Regions from separate parts of the Mus musculus genome. Here regions 2, 3 and 4 are each linked to region 1. Evidence: chromatin contacts called from public HiChIP or PLAC-seq and promoter capture Hi-C data. All regions are on one chromosome and are shown on one strand. Each heading gives the region's core, a stretch centred on a gene start, on an enhancer-like site or on the middle of the called end of the contact. The rest is flanking DNA. Distances are from core to core; before and after follow the strand shown.

What was found. HiChIP or PLAC-seq counts read pairs in DNA pulled down with a chosen protein or histone mark. Capture Hi-C pulls out chosen DNA fragments and counts their contacts.
Region 2: a promoter capture Hi-C map of liver shows a contact between it and region 1. The contact joins the promoter of Stk36 here to the promoter of Arpc2 in region 1. A contact is called at or near these places in 4 of 39 promoter capture datasets (erythroid cells, liver, neutrophils and 1 more), 3 of 484 Hi-C or Micro-C datasets (cardiomyocytes, pre-pro-B cells and rod photoreceptor), 4 of 115 datasets of contacts at active chromatin or transcription factors (astrocytes, effector CD8 T cells and embryonic stem cells) and 2 of 9 other capture datasets (adipose tissue and liver).
Region 3: a contact with region 1 is called in an H3K4me3 HiChIP or PLAC-seq map of stem cell-derived neural progenitor cells, with 24 read pairs. The contact joins the enhancer-like site here to the promoter of Arpc2 in region 1. A contact is called at or near these places in 1 of 39 promoter capture datasets (cranial neural crest), 1 of 15 datasets of contacts at CTCF or cohesin (the NIH/3T3 cell line) and 7 of 115 datasets of contacts at active chromatin or transcription factors (cardiomyocytes, embryonic forebrain, embryonic limb bud and 4 more).
Region 4: a contact with region 1 is called in a promoter capture Hi-C map of liver. The contact joins the promoter of Plcd4 here to the promoter of Arpc2 in region 1. A contact is called at or near these places in 1 of 39 promoter capture datasets (neural stem cells) and 3 of 9 other capture datasets (adipose tissue, liver and pancreatic islet).

The regions. Positions count from the first base shown.
Region 1 is chr1:74,234,838-74,238,212 of GRCm38.p6, forward strand. Arpc2 (actin related protein 2/3 complex, subunit 2) reads left to right here and starts at 1,680. Exons shown (of 10, transcript NM_029711.2): 1 at 1,680-2,062. The coding sequence starts at 1,989.
Region 2 is chr1:74,599,949-74,603,323 of GRCm38.p6, forward strand. Stk36 (serine/threonine kinase 36) reads left to right here and starts at 1,507. Exons shown (of 27, transcript NM_175031.3): 1 at 1,507-1,665; 2 at 2,081-2,253; 3 at 3,190-3,330. The coding sequence starts at 2,170. It overlaps Rnf25 (ring finger protein 25), which reads right to left and starts at 1,449. Exons shown (of 10, transcript NM_021313.3): 1 at 1,377-1,449. The coding sequence starts at 1,417.
Region 3 is chr1:73,901,282-73,904,656 of GRCm38.p6, forward strand. No RefSeq gene overlaps it. Among named protein-coding and RNA genes, the nearest start is that of 6030407O03Rik, 39 kb to the left of the region's middle. Within about 2 kb of position 1,525, at least 44 of the 459 cell types and tissues checked have an H3K27ac peak or open chromatin away from gene starts, as enhancers often do. A contact at or near this core is called in neural progenitor cells and stem cell-derived neural progenitor cells, where this site is marked.
Region 4 is chr1:74,542,531-74,545,905 of GRCm38.p6, forward strand. It overlaps Plcd4 (phospholipase C, delta 4), which reads left to right and starts at 1,830. Exons shown (of 18, transcript NM_148937.2): 1 at 1,830-2,120. It also overlaps a transcript of Usp37 not described here.

The sequences.
Region 1 (3,375 bases), core at 430-2,929:
AGCTGTCAGAAACCTGCCTAAACCTGAGGGGCCTATGGCCTCAGTGTGAGAAAGACGATGCTGTTGTCAACTTCTTGAAAAAAAAATAATAACTCAGGCAAAGATTAGACACGTCGTAGGTGTCATCTTTAGCAAAGCTAGTGGGACTCTATTGCTTAGCATACACATTTGTGCTTTGGGGTTTGAGAGATGGCTCAGCAGGTAAAGTACTTGCTAGGCAAGGCTGATGACCTGACTTTCATCCCAGGATTCCACAGTGGAAGAAGATAACCAATGTCCAAAAGCTGTCCTCCAGCCTCCACTCAACAACCACGATGCACATGTACTCTCCCTATAATAATAAATCTTAGAATTCCATATTTGTTCATTTGCTTTGAGACAAGAGACAAGGTCTCACCATGCAGTTCTGGCTTGCTTGGAACTTGCTGTGTAGAACAGACTGGCCTGGAACACACAGAAATCTGCCTGTCTCCACCTCCCGAGTGCTAGGATTAAAAGTATGCCTCACCACAAGCAGCAAAAAAGATTTTTTTAGAGACAACTGAAATGAAGTAAGAAAGGCATATTGGTGTGAACTGAGAATCCCAGAACTTGGAGACACCAATACATGTTCAAGGCTAGCCAGAGCTACAGAGCAAGTCCCTCTTTCAAAAATCTGGACAAACAGGGCCAGGGCGTGGCTCAGCAAGTTGTGCCTGTTGTTAAGCCCGATGACCTGAGTTCAATTCTCAGGATCCATGTGTTGGAGAGAGAAGGGAACTGACTACCAAAAGGTGTCCTCTGATCAATATCAAACAAAATTTTTTTTTTTATTGCATGGAGAAGAGGCTTAATTAAAATTGTTCCTGGAAGAGAAAAAAGTGGAAACATGGTACCCAAGCTGAAAGGACAGGTGGCGGTGGCGGCACTTAAGCAAAGAAATAAAGGTATGACAGGAATCCCTAAGGCCCATCTGGATTCCTTTCCTTTATTGCCCAATAACAACGTGGAATTTATTGCGTTTTTGTTGTTGTTGGTTTTTTGTTTTTGTTTTTTTTTTTTTTTTGGTTTTGGTTTTTCGAGACAGGGTTTCTCTGTATAGCCCTGGCTGTCCTGGAACTCACTTTGTAGACCAGGCTTGCCTCTGCCTCCTGAGTGCTGGGATTAAAGGCGTGCGCCACCACGCCGGGCTTTTATTGCGTTTCTTTTAGCAGACCATAAGCTTTAGAAGGTCAAGTCCTCATCTATTGCATTAATCACTGTATCCCTGGGAAGGAGAGATGGCCACTAAACAGTCGCTGGCGAAGAATAGGCACAACGGTGCTGCAGGGTAGCCCTAAGCACGGAATGAGCAAAAAGCACCCACAAGTTGGAAGCAAGGGATCCCCCCCACCCCAAACAAGCTTCTTAAGGGGGCTTCTGAAATAATATCGGAAGGGTGGAATCAGGCTTCTGGAATATTCGCGAAAGGGGCAGGTGGATTGTACGGACAACGGGGAATGACAGGTGAGCGTAGGACTCTCCTGGTCAGGAGGAGCGGGGCGGCGTGTGGCGCATGCGCACGCATGCCCTCTGCCTGCCTCCTCACCGGGACGCGCTTGCGGGCGAGTGCACGCGCGAGGTCGAAGCGGAAATGGCGCCGCGGGGCCGCGCGTGCGGGCGGCGAGCGGAAGTGGGTGTGAGAGCGGAAGTGGCCGGCTGGAGCCGGGGGCTGGGCGGGGACCGGGATCGTCAAGTAAGGCGGCGGCGGAGGCGGCGGCGGCTCGGCAGGCGGGTTGAAGCTTCGGGGGCCAGGTCGGTCGGGTGGTGGCTGCCTGCTACAGGCAGCGCGTGCCGGGCCAGCGCGTGTGTCCGCCTCTCCCCACCCCGCTCCCCGTCCCCTTCTCCCCTCACCTACCGCACCCAGCCCCCCTCGTCAGGGGCAGCGGGGCCGCTCCCTCCGTCCTACCCTCGATTGCCCACCCTCACCGCCCTTGTTTCTCCTTCCCCTGCCCGGGGCAGCCGCCGCCATGATCCTGCTGGAGGTGAACAACCGCATCATCGAGGAGACGCTCGCGCTCAAGTTCGAGAACGCGGCCGCCGGGTAAGCGCACGCCGGGAGGAGGCCGAGTTGACCCCAGCTAAATCCCGGGTGGCGTCCAGCTCCCCAGCCCTAGAGGGGGACAAATCGGGAACCTGGCGCGGCTTCAGGGTTTCCCTGGCAGGATGGACGTGGGAAGCCACGGGGCGCGGTGAGCCGAGGGCCTGAGATGCGTGGGGAGAGGCTGAGATAGGGATGCGGAAGCAGCGAGAGGACAGGGGCAAGGCGTGCCAGAGAACAGGAGACCTGTAGGACGTGAGGGCAGCCGAGGCCAGAAGTCACGCCCGAGAGCCTACGGTCCTCAGGGGGGAAGAGAGGGGTGCACTTCCCTCTGTCTTTTCCGTCATTGTACCGAACCCAGAGAGACCCTTTTGGGGAAGCTGGATTGAATGGAGTTTTCAGGAATTCCCAGGGCGAGGTGGGAAGAACGTGTAGGCCCAGATCGCCACCAGCATTCTGCTTCCCCACCCCCATCTCTCGAGACCCCAGGAAAAGCAGGAGGCAAGACTGAAAGCAGACCCAGGCTGCTAGGGGGGTAAAAAAAATCTCTAACCTACTGTGAAACTAGCCATTTTGTTATATATCCTTTAGGCAAAGCCAACGGTTCTCCATCCACACTCTCTTTAGCTCTCGAGACAAGCTTGCTCTATTTACTTATTGGTTGTGTGTCTTAAATTCTTATCAAAGACCCCGGTCTTTGATTTCTTCTGTAGTAATGCCGACTGGGTTAATAGCTGCTTCTGCTCCCAGAATCTATAAAGTTCTTAAGATAACCATTTATAACATCAGCATCTTAATATATGGGACGTATTTCCAGCCCTCTCTGTCATACACAAAAAAGCAAACTCCTCCCTTAAAGCCGCGTTGCCTCTCTAATATATTTAAAACCTGAGCAGAGGAATTGGGTTTTAGGTTCTAATTTATGGTGGCCTGTGGCCATTCCTTTGCCTCATTTCCTCATTGGTAAAGGTGGGGCTTCACATTTTGGTTTCACAGTTAGGAAATAAGTGCAGGCTGTTTTCTGTGAACTAGGAACTAGAAATAGGAAAGTGCTTGCCGATCCACAGAGGGAAGAGGACTGGGAGAGGGGGAATTCATTCATTCTCCCCCTTTAATTCTAAGCATTTGTAATGAACTTGTGGTTCACAGACATCGAAAGCATGAACCCACTACTTACTCGGAATACATTGTCTGCTCCGTCTCTTTTGTAAGGTTACAGATTTTACCTGCAAAACAAAATGGGACATTCCTTGAATTGGTGCATTCAGTGTCATGCTGTTTCCTGCCCTGGACTGCAGTTGAGCATTTGTGCACCT
Region 2 (3,375 bases), core at 257-2,756, 360 kb after region 1:
GATGCCTAGTTAGCCCTGATCAGAGTTCATGGCCCCGATATAAATCAGAGGGTTCACATTTAAACATAGAAAAAACAGCTGTAATGACATCCAAGAAGAGTGATTGTCCACAGCCCTACCCAGGTGATATGAAACCTGTATCCACTTTCTTATACATTTCCTCTCCATCTAGAGGAAGCACACCCCAGTATCATTTCTATAGTGATGGTTATTATTAGCATTCTTCTTAAAGCTTATTTTACTACTACTACTACTACTACTACTACTACTACTACTACTACTACTACTACTAAAAGACATTCTGGCTGCTATAGACCAATGCAGCCACTGCTACTCTGTCATGGCTCAGGTGTCCCTTCATAATCTTAGAAGTCACTCACAACAGTGAAAAGCACTAGTCTGGCTGGGCTCCCTAAACCAACGGAACACAGAGGTGCAGTCTCAGTTAAGACTTCCTTCAGTACTTTGCCCACCTTAGGTCACCTGAGCCTTGGATGTAAGATACAGACCTAAATGTAAATAAGGTCATAGGTTACAGGTGGAGGTGGGGGTGGGGTGGGGATGGGGGTCCGAAATAGGCTGTCCTAATACTAACAGTATAAGGCCTTAACTCAGACAGATGTCCTTTGGTCTCTTGAGGTTTTATACTTCAGCAATTAATGAAAAGCAGGCCTATGGATATTACGAATCCATGGTGATCCATCTTCCCAACTACTCTATGAGGTAATGCCACACCCACTTTTTTTTTTTTTTAATAGCTGACACTGACTCGCAGGAGCTAGCTGGTTTGGTCAGCATCACATCAAGCTAATTAAATATGGAGTGAGCACATTTTTATCTTATGTCCAAAACCCAAAGTCTTTAAAGGCTTTTGGTTTCTTATTAAGAATGCTCGAGAGAATAGGAGAGCTTATGAGGGGAGTAAGGCTTTTCTGACAATAGTTATTAGTGCTATCAGGAATATGGGAAGATTGAGGAACGCGTAGGCAGAAATGGACTGGTCCAAGGGGCAGGATCCTAGGGGCACGAGGAGGGCGTCCGTTCCGAGAGGCGGGAGGTGTGATGAGAAGCCATCCTCCAGGGCCCAGAAAAATCACATCAGGGAGAAGTGGGGAGGGGTAGGCCCGTAGTAGGGAGCAATGGGGTCGATAAGGCGTGGGCCCAGCTGGCAAGGCCGCCGTAGACCCAGTCCCTTCTCAGATCAGCGTCCCTCCTCCCTCCGTTCCCGGTCCAGTAGCTCGCCTACGAAAGGATGTCTCTTCTATCCCTCGCCCCTTGATCCACCCTTTATGCCCGTGGTTCGGACGGTCCGAAGCTGTTGCTAGTTCCCGGCACCAGATCCAGGCAGCCAGCCAAAACCTATGACCCAAAGTTACCAGTCCTCTTCCCCAGCAGCTGTCGACGCAGACGCCGCCATGTCTTCTCCGGCTCTTGGCCGGAACCGGAAACACCTTTTGGGAAGTTAGAGGCGGAAAACTAGGGCGGGGCGGAGTAAAAGAAAGCTGACGCCGTTTCTAGGCAACTGAAGACTCTAGATCCTTTGTGGGGCCTGCTAGCCAAGCGACAGAAGTGCCCTACAAAGTGCCAATGGGCGGTTCGCATCTGTCACACACCTCTGAGAGCTTTGTCCTTTAAACTTCTAATCAGTTCCAGGGAGTAAAACTGGTAAGAGTGGGGAAACTAACGAGAGCATCAATGAGGAATGGAGAAAAGTAACGCAGGCAGCTGGGAGGCCCCGAGCAACTAGCCTGAACTCAGCCTGGGGAGCTTGGAGCGTCTAGACTGGGAGCAAGTTAGGGGACCTCTGCTCGGGGCCAGAGTGGCGGTGCTGGGCAAGCTGAGGGTGTCAGGAACCTGGGAGAGTATAGAAGGAGCGTGTGAGCATCGCTGGTGGAGAGGGGAAAGGGAACACCGGTGTGCTATGGGCACCTAACCTGGGTGGGGAGGTGGGGGTGGGGCTGGAGACACTAAGACCTGATCATCTTTCCACCCTGGTCATGATTTTGAGGCCTTGGTTATTGTGAAAAATAGAACAAAGCAAGGTTGATAACGTGTATCTTTCTCCCATGTTATGAGCCAGGCCTCCCAGATGTGTGGAACTACCCCTGGATCTATAGCTCTTTGTCACCGTCTTCTTTCTACCTTCTGAGAGACCCCGAAACCCTTGCCATGGAAAAGTACCACGTTTTGGAGATGATTGGAGAAGGCTCTTTTGGGAGAGTGTATAAGGGCCGAAAAAAATACAGTGCTCAGGTAGTAGACAAGGATATCTTTTAAATGGGATTTGGTGACCCACGTGTCCAGTAAAAACGTGGGACAGAAGGGCTGCACGGTGTTTATTTCTAGACCCTGACACCAGCATACTTCCTAGGGTATACAGGCCCAGAAATTTGACTTCTTGGAATCAGATCCCAGCCTTAGAACTAGGAACAAACTACCTAACATCCCATGCTTCCATTTCCCAAACAGTACAATGGAGGAATATTGATAGGGTCTGAGGATCAAATGTGTTTCACACTTAATCACTTAATACAATGCCTGACACCTACTGAATGACAAAAATGATCACTGTTCTTTGTATTACCTAAGAAAAGATAACACCTTGAAATCTGGTCTTCCATCTTTACCTTTTCCTTCTCCTTTCCCCAAATCTCACGCTGAGTCCTTTGCTTAGGTCAGAAAACCTCTCCCAGAGTCCCATCAAAGGAATCTATTTGCCAGTAACTGTTTCCCTTTAGTGATGGGCTGACAAAGCCAGAGTACATCCATAGTACCCGGGGGGGGGGGGGGGTTGAGGTGGGGGGTAAGTATGTGTTCACATTTATACTAAGAGTTGATCAAGAAGTATAAGTCTTGAGTTGTGGAGCTCTAAGATAAAGCTTGAAATATTTGCACAGAGAGAGAGAGAGAGAGAGAGAGCACACCAGTGAGTTTTATTGGGGTTTCTTAAACAAGTATAAGTGACGGTTTACTTACAGGATCAGAAATGACTCACAGACAGCTGTAACACCAAAGCCCGCCCCAGCATGTGTGATAGCCCATGCAAGCCGGACACCTCACACTTACAGCGCTGCTTAGAGGCAGCCTGACAGAATGGAGAGTGTCTCTGGCAGCTCAGCCAGTATGAGAGTTTCTTTGCACTTCTTGATGGTGTAGTTAGGCCTTGACTCTTCACTTTACCACTGGCAGGTGGTGGCCTTGAAGTTCATCCCCAAACTGGGGCGCTCAGAGAAAGAGCTGAGGAATCTGCAACGAGAGATTGAAATCATGCGGGGTCTGTGGCATCCCAACATTGTGCATATGCTCGACAGCTTTGAGACTGACAAAGAGGTATGTTTTGACGGTATTGGGCTTGGGTTGCCTCTCTCCAAGCCC
Region 3 (3,375 bases), core at 275-2,774, 330 kb before region 1:
TGAGCGCAGTTGTGGCACCAATAAGTTGAAAGAAAAGACTTAATAGAGGTGAGGAGAAAACCCAGGGATGTTCAGAAGCCACACTTAAGGAGAAATGACAACAGCCGGGACATTGCATGCCCAGTGTGACAAGGGCACTGTTGTTCTTCTCTGACTCCTGCATTGATGGTGGAGGGCACAGGCCATGCCCTGTTCATCTCACATCCTGGGATGCTGGCACAGGGTTGCATCATGCCAGGAACCTGCATGTGACCTTTGCTGCTCTCATTAGTTGTCTTGGACCCTAAGACTCTCTAGAGGAAATCACGCTTATTGTAGTGAGTCACAAGGCAGTGTCTCTGGGAGCCCTACCCTCTGCTCCTAGATGCTGTGCACAAATGAGCCTGACAGAAGTAGATCTCATCTTCTGGCTTCTTCTGAGTTGAAGTACCAAGATATTGCCACAAGGGGGCACTGTCCCCCTTCCCACGCCACTGCAGCTCTGAAAACTGGTTCCTTTCAGTCTAGGTGAAAGAGTCACTCTGCGTTTCTAAAGGAGGGTAACCTGCTGTGACTAGATAGTAAGCCACCACTGGGTGGTTGGTGGATATCAGCTTGAGCTTGCACAAGCTGCCTCCTTAGCTTCTCCTTCCCTGAGCATCCTGTCGACTCGTGCACTTTTTGAACCCAGAGCATCGACAGACCCTCCGGAGCCTGGTGATGCAGGATGCTGGCTTCTCAGTACCGTCTTGGGTTTTTTTTCCAGCTGCTGCTACCGAGGTCAAGTTTTCTTATGCAGCTCAATCCCAGGCCTGGATTCTCCAAGTGCATCCTGGAGATGGTAACCAGCCCTCCCAACCTCCTCATGGCCCTTCTAGAATTACTTGCCCTGATCTGTGGACCAGCCAAAGCTTCAATCATAGAGGGCCAACTGTAGGCTGGCTGCAGGAGGATGGACAGACAGACCTTGCCTATCCAGGAAGTGAGTTTATATTATAGGCAATGCTGGGCTAGGAAGTACCAGAGATGCCAACCCAGAGACTCATGGTAAAGAGGCCATAAGTAGCCCCCAGTCATTGACTGCCTATCCAGGGCTCCTCACTGGCTCCTGCCACCTCAGTGGACTCCAGCATGAAGGCTGAAGTTGGAATTGGGAATTGAGTGGGGGGGGGGGGTGCGGGGGCGGTGTGAAGCTGGCTCAGCAACTGCCCACTTTTACTTCCTCTTGGAAGAGCCGCAACTTCCTATTTGGCCACTGGAGGGCGCCTTGGGATCATGAAAACGCTATAAAATGTTAACCAACGTGGACTTGAGGGCCTAGACGAGAAAAGGACTTCAGACTGAGCCCTGTCTGATCATTCCAGATGTTCTCCGCATTCTGAAAGCCATCCTTTCTCATTCCAGAAGATCCTTGGAAAGAGACGGTCCTGCGGTTTCCACTCCCCCCCCTCAGCAACTGTAGCTAGCTTGGTCTACTGATGCTTCTTCCAGTGGGCACTAAGGAAGGTTGCCTGGGAGACCCGCATGAACGAGAAACATGGATCCAGACCCAGAGACTAGCGTGGGAGAAGCAGACAGGAAATGAAAAATGGAGGTGCTGGCATGCGGAGACTGGGCTGGGGCCGGGAGGGACGGAAGTGGGAGTTTGCCAGCCATTCTTACAGGTTGCAAGCCTCCATGGAGATTAAAAAAAGAATGAATGAATTGATTAATTAATCAATTCATTCATTCATTAATTTTTAAAAACAGCACCCCATCTCTAGTATCTTCTTACCTGGCCCAGCTACCACCTCCCAGATCCAGTCTAGGATTCTGGGTTAGGAGAGGCAAGGAGGAACTGGAGAAGAGGAAGGGCGGTCAGGTGGCAGTGTCACCACCAAGCACACACAGAACTCTGAGGCCACCTGGAATTACATCGCCCTCACAGTTACAAGGCCCTACCTGCTCTTCATTCCCTTATCTCCGTGGCAACAGAGCTCTGCTGTTCCTAGCCTCAGCAGCCTGGCACTAGGAAACACAGCCTGTCTGTCCCTCCTGGCACCTGCTGATGTCACCGCAATAAGAAAGATCTATTCCAGTGACAGCGACTGTGTCTCAAAGGCATCCCCACCCCTGCCCTCCTTCCCACAGATGCTCAGGGAAACCATTGTGAAAGGAGGCCACCCTCCAAATAGTGTCTGGTTATGCCTCAGTTTCCACTCCAGCCTGGACCCTCATTCCTAACTGCAGTGCCCCACACCCCAAAGTCTCTCTCTCCACCTGCAACCTTAGCACTGCTGCTGCCCCTCCTCTAGGGTGCTCCGTACGCATACATCCACATTCCTGGGTTCTCCTTCCCACACTCTGCCTTTTTAAAATGTTTTGCTTGTCATGCTCAAGACCCTCTACTAGTAACACATACACATACAGACACACACACATACATACACATAAACACACATACATACCACACAGACACACAGACACACACACACACACACACACACACACACACACACACACACACTGGTCTATGGTTTGTAAACACTTCTAACCTTTATGGTCTGAGATTGCTCACCCACAGAAACCTCCTACCAAGACTAGCCAACAGCTAACATGTGCTCCCCCCGCCCCGCTCCAGTATACATAATAAACATGCTGAAGTTCCCAGTTGTTACAGTAGCTGCTCTGGTCATCTCTCATAGCCTGTGCAGCCCATCTGTGCCCAGCTTTTCTGTACACATGTCTGTGTTTCCATCTTCTCCTTCCCACAGTGCCTCCATGAGGTTTCCAGACTTAAGCCATTCCCTGTGCACCAGGAGAGGGTGCCCCACCTGGCAGGCACTGCCCTAGGGCTTAAGGTAAACCACTCTGTGCCCTCAGGGACTTAAGAGTCTAGCGAGGAGAGAGAAAAGGAGGTCAAATAAAGAAATACCGAGCGTAGGTAATAGTTACAGTTTTTCACTTTGTAAATTACTATGATGAGGTGTAAGGTAGGTGTGTGTGTACGATGCATAGCATGTGTGCCCCAGTGTGTTCCCCCATGAGCACATGAGGAAGCCAGAGATGTGTATAAGGTTTCTCCCTTTATGGCTCTCCCCTTAGTCCTTCAATACACAGTGTCTCACTGGAAAAAAACAAAACACTACTTTGGCTAGGCTGTCTGGTTAGTAAGCTCTCAGGACCCTCTCAATGCTGGAGTTACATGCCCACACAGCCATGCCCAGCTTTTTATGCGGGGCCTAGGGATTTGAACTCGGGTCCTCAAGCTTGCCTAGCGAGTGCTCTTTCCCACTGAGCCATCTCCCTAGGCCCCAGTTATGGTTTTACAAGTAAAATCACTCCATTGCAACAGCCACCCTTTATAAGTACTGTACCCTACACTGAAGTATGAAAGCAGAAGCACACAGGAAGGCC
Region 4 (3,375 bases), core at 580-3,079, 310 kb after region 1:
CAGATGAATTGAGGGCAAAAACAGCGGTATTCCACACAGACTCTGAGCAGAATGAAAAGCAGTGATTCACAGCACACTGCAGTAAACAGGCTTGGCTTTCACTCTGAGAACAATTGTGGGATTGGGGTCAGTAAGGGGTCCAGGTGGGGAGGCATCAAGATACAAGGCAGCCAGGCTCCTCCTCCCTAGAGATGCGTCGCTATCAACCTCAATCCATTGCCTTAATCCTTTTCTGCAACCCCACCCCCACAATTCCTCCTGTTGACCAGTGCCCTGGGCCTTTAAGAGTTGGATAGGCTGGACCTAGGAGAGCGCTCACACCTCTCCCCACCCCACTCCTCCTCTCTGGCTGTAACTCTGCCAGTTTACAGCAGCAAACTGCAGTGGAGGGTGGAAGCAGTCAAGTGCAAAGGAGAAAAGGAGTCTTGTTCTCAGCGGAGAGCACTGCGGAGCTCGGGAGGCGACCCTCGCAGACACAAGATTACTATCCTACCTACGGTAAGGGCCCTGAGCTCTAACCAACCTCTGGCCAAGCTGAGTCCTGCCTGAGTCCTAACTCAGCTCTACAGATGCATACCTGTATTAGGTTAAACTAGGCTCCTTTTCCCACCCTGAGGCTACACAGAACTCCCCCCCCCCCTTCCTGGTTCTCTCGAATTTATCCTCTCTGCCTCTTAAAAACCATTTTCTTTCTAGCTGTGTCAATCACCCTTTTATAGAGAAACCTCTTAGCTGTACGGGGCAATGAGTGCTGACCCTAGCCACTGTGTCTCAGAGGTGAATCCACCCCAGGAAGATGGGAGGCAGAATGAGAATAGATTCTCATCAATGAAGATGCATTAAGAGACTGTTGAGGGTTACCAAATGAGGGTGTTCAAAACGCATGAGACAGTTGAACTCGTGGTAATAAAGAGATGATTTTAAGATAACCTTGGAAAGAGTCAGGGTTTGAGTTTATTCTGTGCTCTGGTTTTTGCCTGCTTAACAAGCCGAGGCAAGTTCTTGGTACACTAGCAGGTTGTATGCCATGGGACTTTAAGGCCACAGACAACTGTTTGATCTGGACTTGGATTTAGGGCTCCCCAAGGTTGCCTTTTTGCCAGAACTGCTTATTAGGGTGCCCACTAAATATGTTCTCCTCATCCCTGGAAACTGTAATTTGACAAATTCTAAAACGCTCTCATGGAGATGATTGATCTAGGCTTAAGTCTCTGGACTTGAGAGAGCCTTAAAGTTCTAACATTCTAAGGGCTATGACCTCTGAGCAGAGCCATCCTATCCACTTTATATGAAACAGGTTAGCCATAACCCTTCTCAGAAGTGAGAACATAGACAAAATAGCTCTCTTCCTTCCTACCTCCCAGAAAGAAATTTGAGACATGCTGACTTCCTACTATAATGTCATTGGCACTTGGTGTTGACACTTCCAAACTCCGAGGATCATATAAAGCTATTTGGAAGTACAAGATCCTAAATATATATATGTGTGTGTGTGTGTGTGCTAATCTCCCCCCACCCTGAACCTAGGCCACCCTCCAACTTCCTATATAGCCAATGATGACCCTTGAACGCCCCTGATCCTTCTGTTTGCACCTCCCATGTGTTAAGATTGCCACTGTGCCTGGCTGACCCAATCTCTCTTACTTTTAGAATTTTATCCTTTGTGTCCTTGCTGGTGCCCCCTCTCCCAGATCCTCTGTTTCTTCTCGCCCCACTGCACCTGCATCCGTTGTAACCATCCTTCCTTTCAGACACTAGCGGGAACACCAAGACTTGGAACACTTAGGTTCTAACACATTCTTTGGGCACTTTGTTTAGTCAGTCTCCTAGGATACAGGGAAAAATGAGGCTGAAAGGAGAGGCATGTTACTGAGTGTCCAAATGAAAGTGCCCTCTCTCCTGGACTGTAGATTCGAAATCCTTAAAGGGGCTGAGAGCCAGGGCTATTGGGAATTAGTGGAGATAAAGGAGGGGAATGGCAGGAAAGGGTGATGGAGAAAGAGGAGGAGGAGAAGGTTAAGAAGAGAACACAAAAAGCTTGACTTGAGGGAGCAGAGAGGCTGGTGAGAGAGAAAGGAATGAGCTAGGAAGAAAGAAAAGTCAGACATGGGATGGGAAAGGTAAGACAACGGGAAGAAAAGGAAGTTGTTTGGCGGTATGTAGGGGACCCAGAAGATAATGGAGTGGAGAGAAAGACCATCGGTGTCCCTCACCGATCGCAGGCCTTCCTTCAACATGCTTTCTGGAGAAGGCCCTTTCTAAGGGAAGAGTTGGTGAATTCTGCACCGGTTGTAGAGAGACCTGCAATCTATTGCAGTTGTGTCACTGAAGGACCCTGTCAGGACAGCCAATCTTTCTGGTCTTCAGTCTCCTCCATGAAGCTCAGGTCTTGTACACTGTGGCTTCCCTGAGGTGCTGCTGACACTCTTGCCCATACTACACACAGACGCAAGCTAAAACCACCGCTCTTGAGTGGGGACAGGTTAGACAGGGGGGAAAGAGGCAGTTTGTTTGTTTGCTTGTTGTTTTTCGAGACAGGATATCTCTATGTAACCCTGGCTGTCCTGGAACTCACTCTATAGACCAGGCTGGTCTCAAACTCAGAAATCTGCCTGCCTCTGTCTCCCAAGTGCTGGGATTAAAGGCGTGTGCCACCACTGCCCAACAAGAAAGAAGTAGTTTTTTAAGGCTGGCTAGGGAAACTGTTTTTGGATCCTGGGCTCTGTTCTCAGGTTTCCCATGTTTCAGGACATGTAAGGTTCCTGGACACAGGAACAGAGAAGGTAATTCTGTTTTCTTCCAATCCCAAGACCAACTACAGAGTCCTGTGCCTACAAGGTGGAAACTTCAATCTCAGGTCACCCTCAGCCCACTATGGTCTGAGCAACCAAGGAATTTAAGAGTGACCTGTTACTTTGGCCTCTGGTCTTCATACAGCAATTTTTTGTTTGTTTGGTTTTTTTGTTTGTTTGTTTTTTCGAGACAGGGTTTCTCTGTATAGCCCTGGCTGTCCTGGAACTCACTTTGTAGACCAGGCTGGCCTCGAACTCAGAAATCCGCCTGCCTCTGCCTCCCAAGTGCTGGGACTAAAGGTGTGCGCCACCACACCCGGCTCATACAGCAGTTTTAAGCCATATGAAGATTCCAAATAGTTTTCCACACCTGGAAAAAGAGATGCTTTCTGTCCCTGAAGGAGCTCTTTGGGACCCTTCTTCCATCCAGAGGGCTCTTAGCTAGGAGCACATACTCAATTCTCCTCCTAAAACTGTCCTAGCTGTTTCTCTCCTTTGCCCCTCACTCCTCTACCCCTTTAGGGTGCCCTCTCTAGGTCTTCAAGCCAGGGAAGGTACATTCTCGGTGACTCTCATCCTCTCC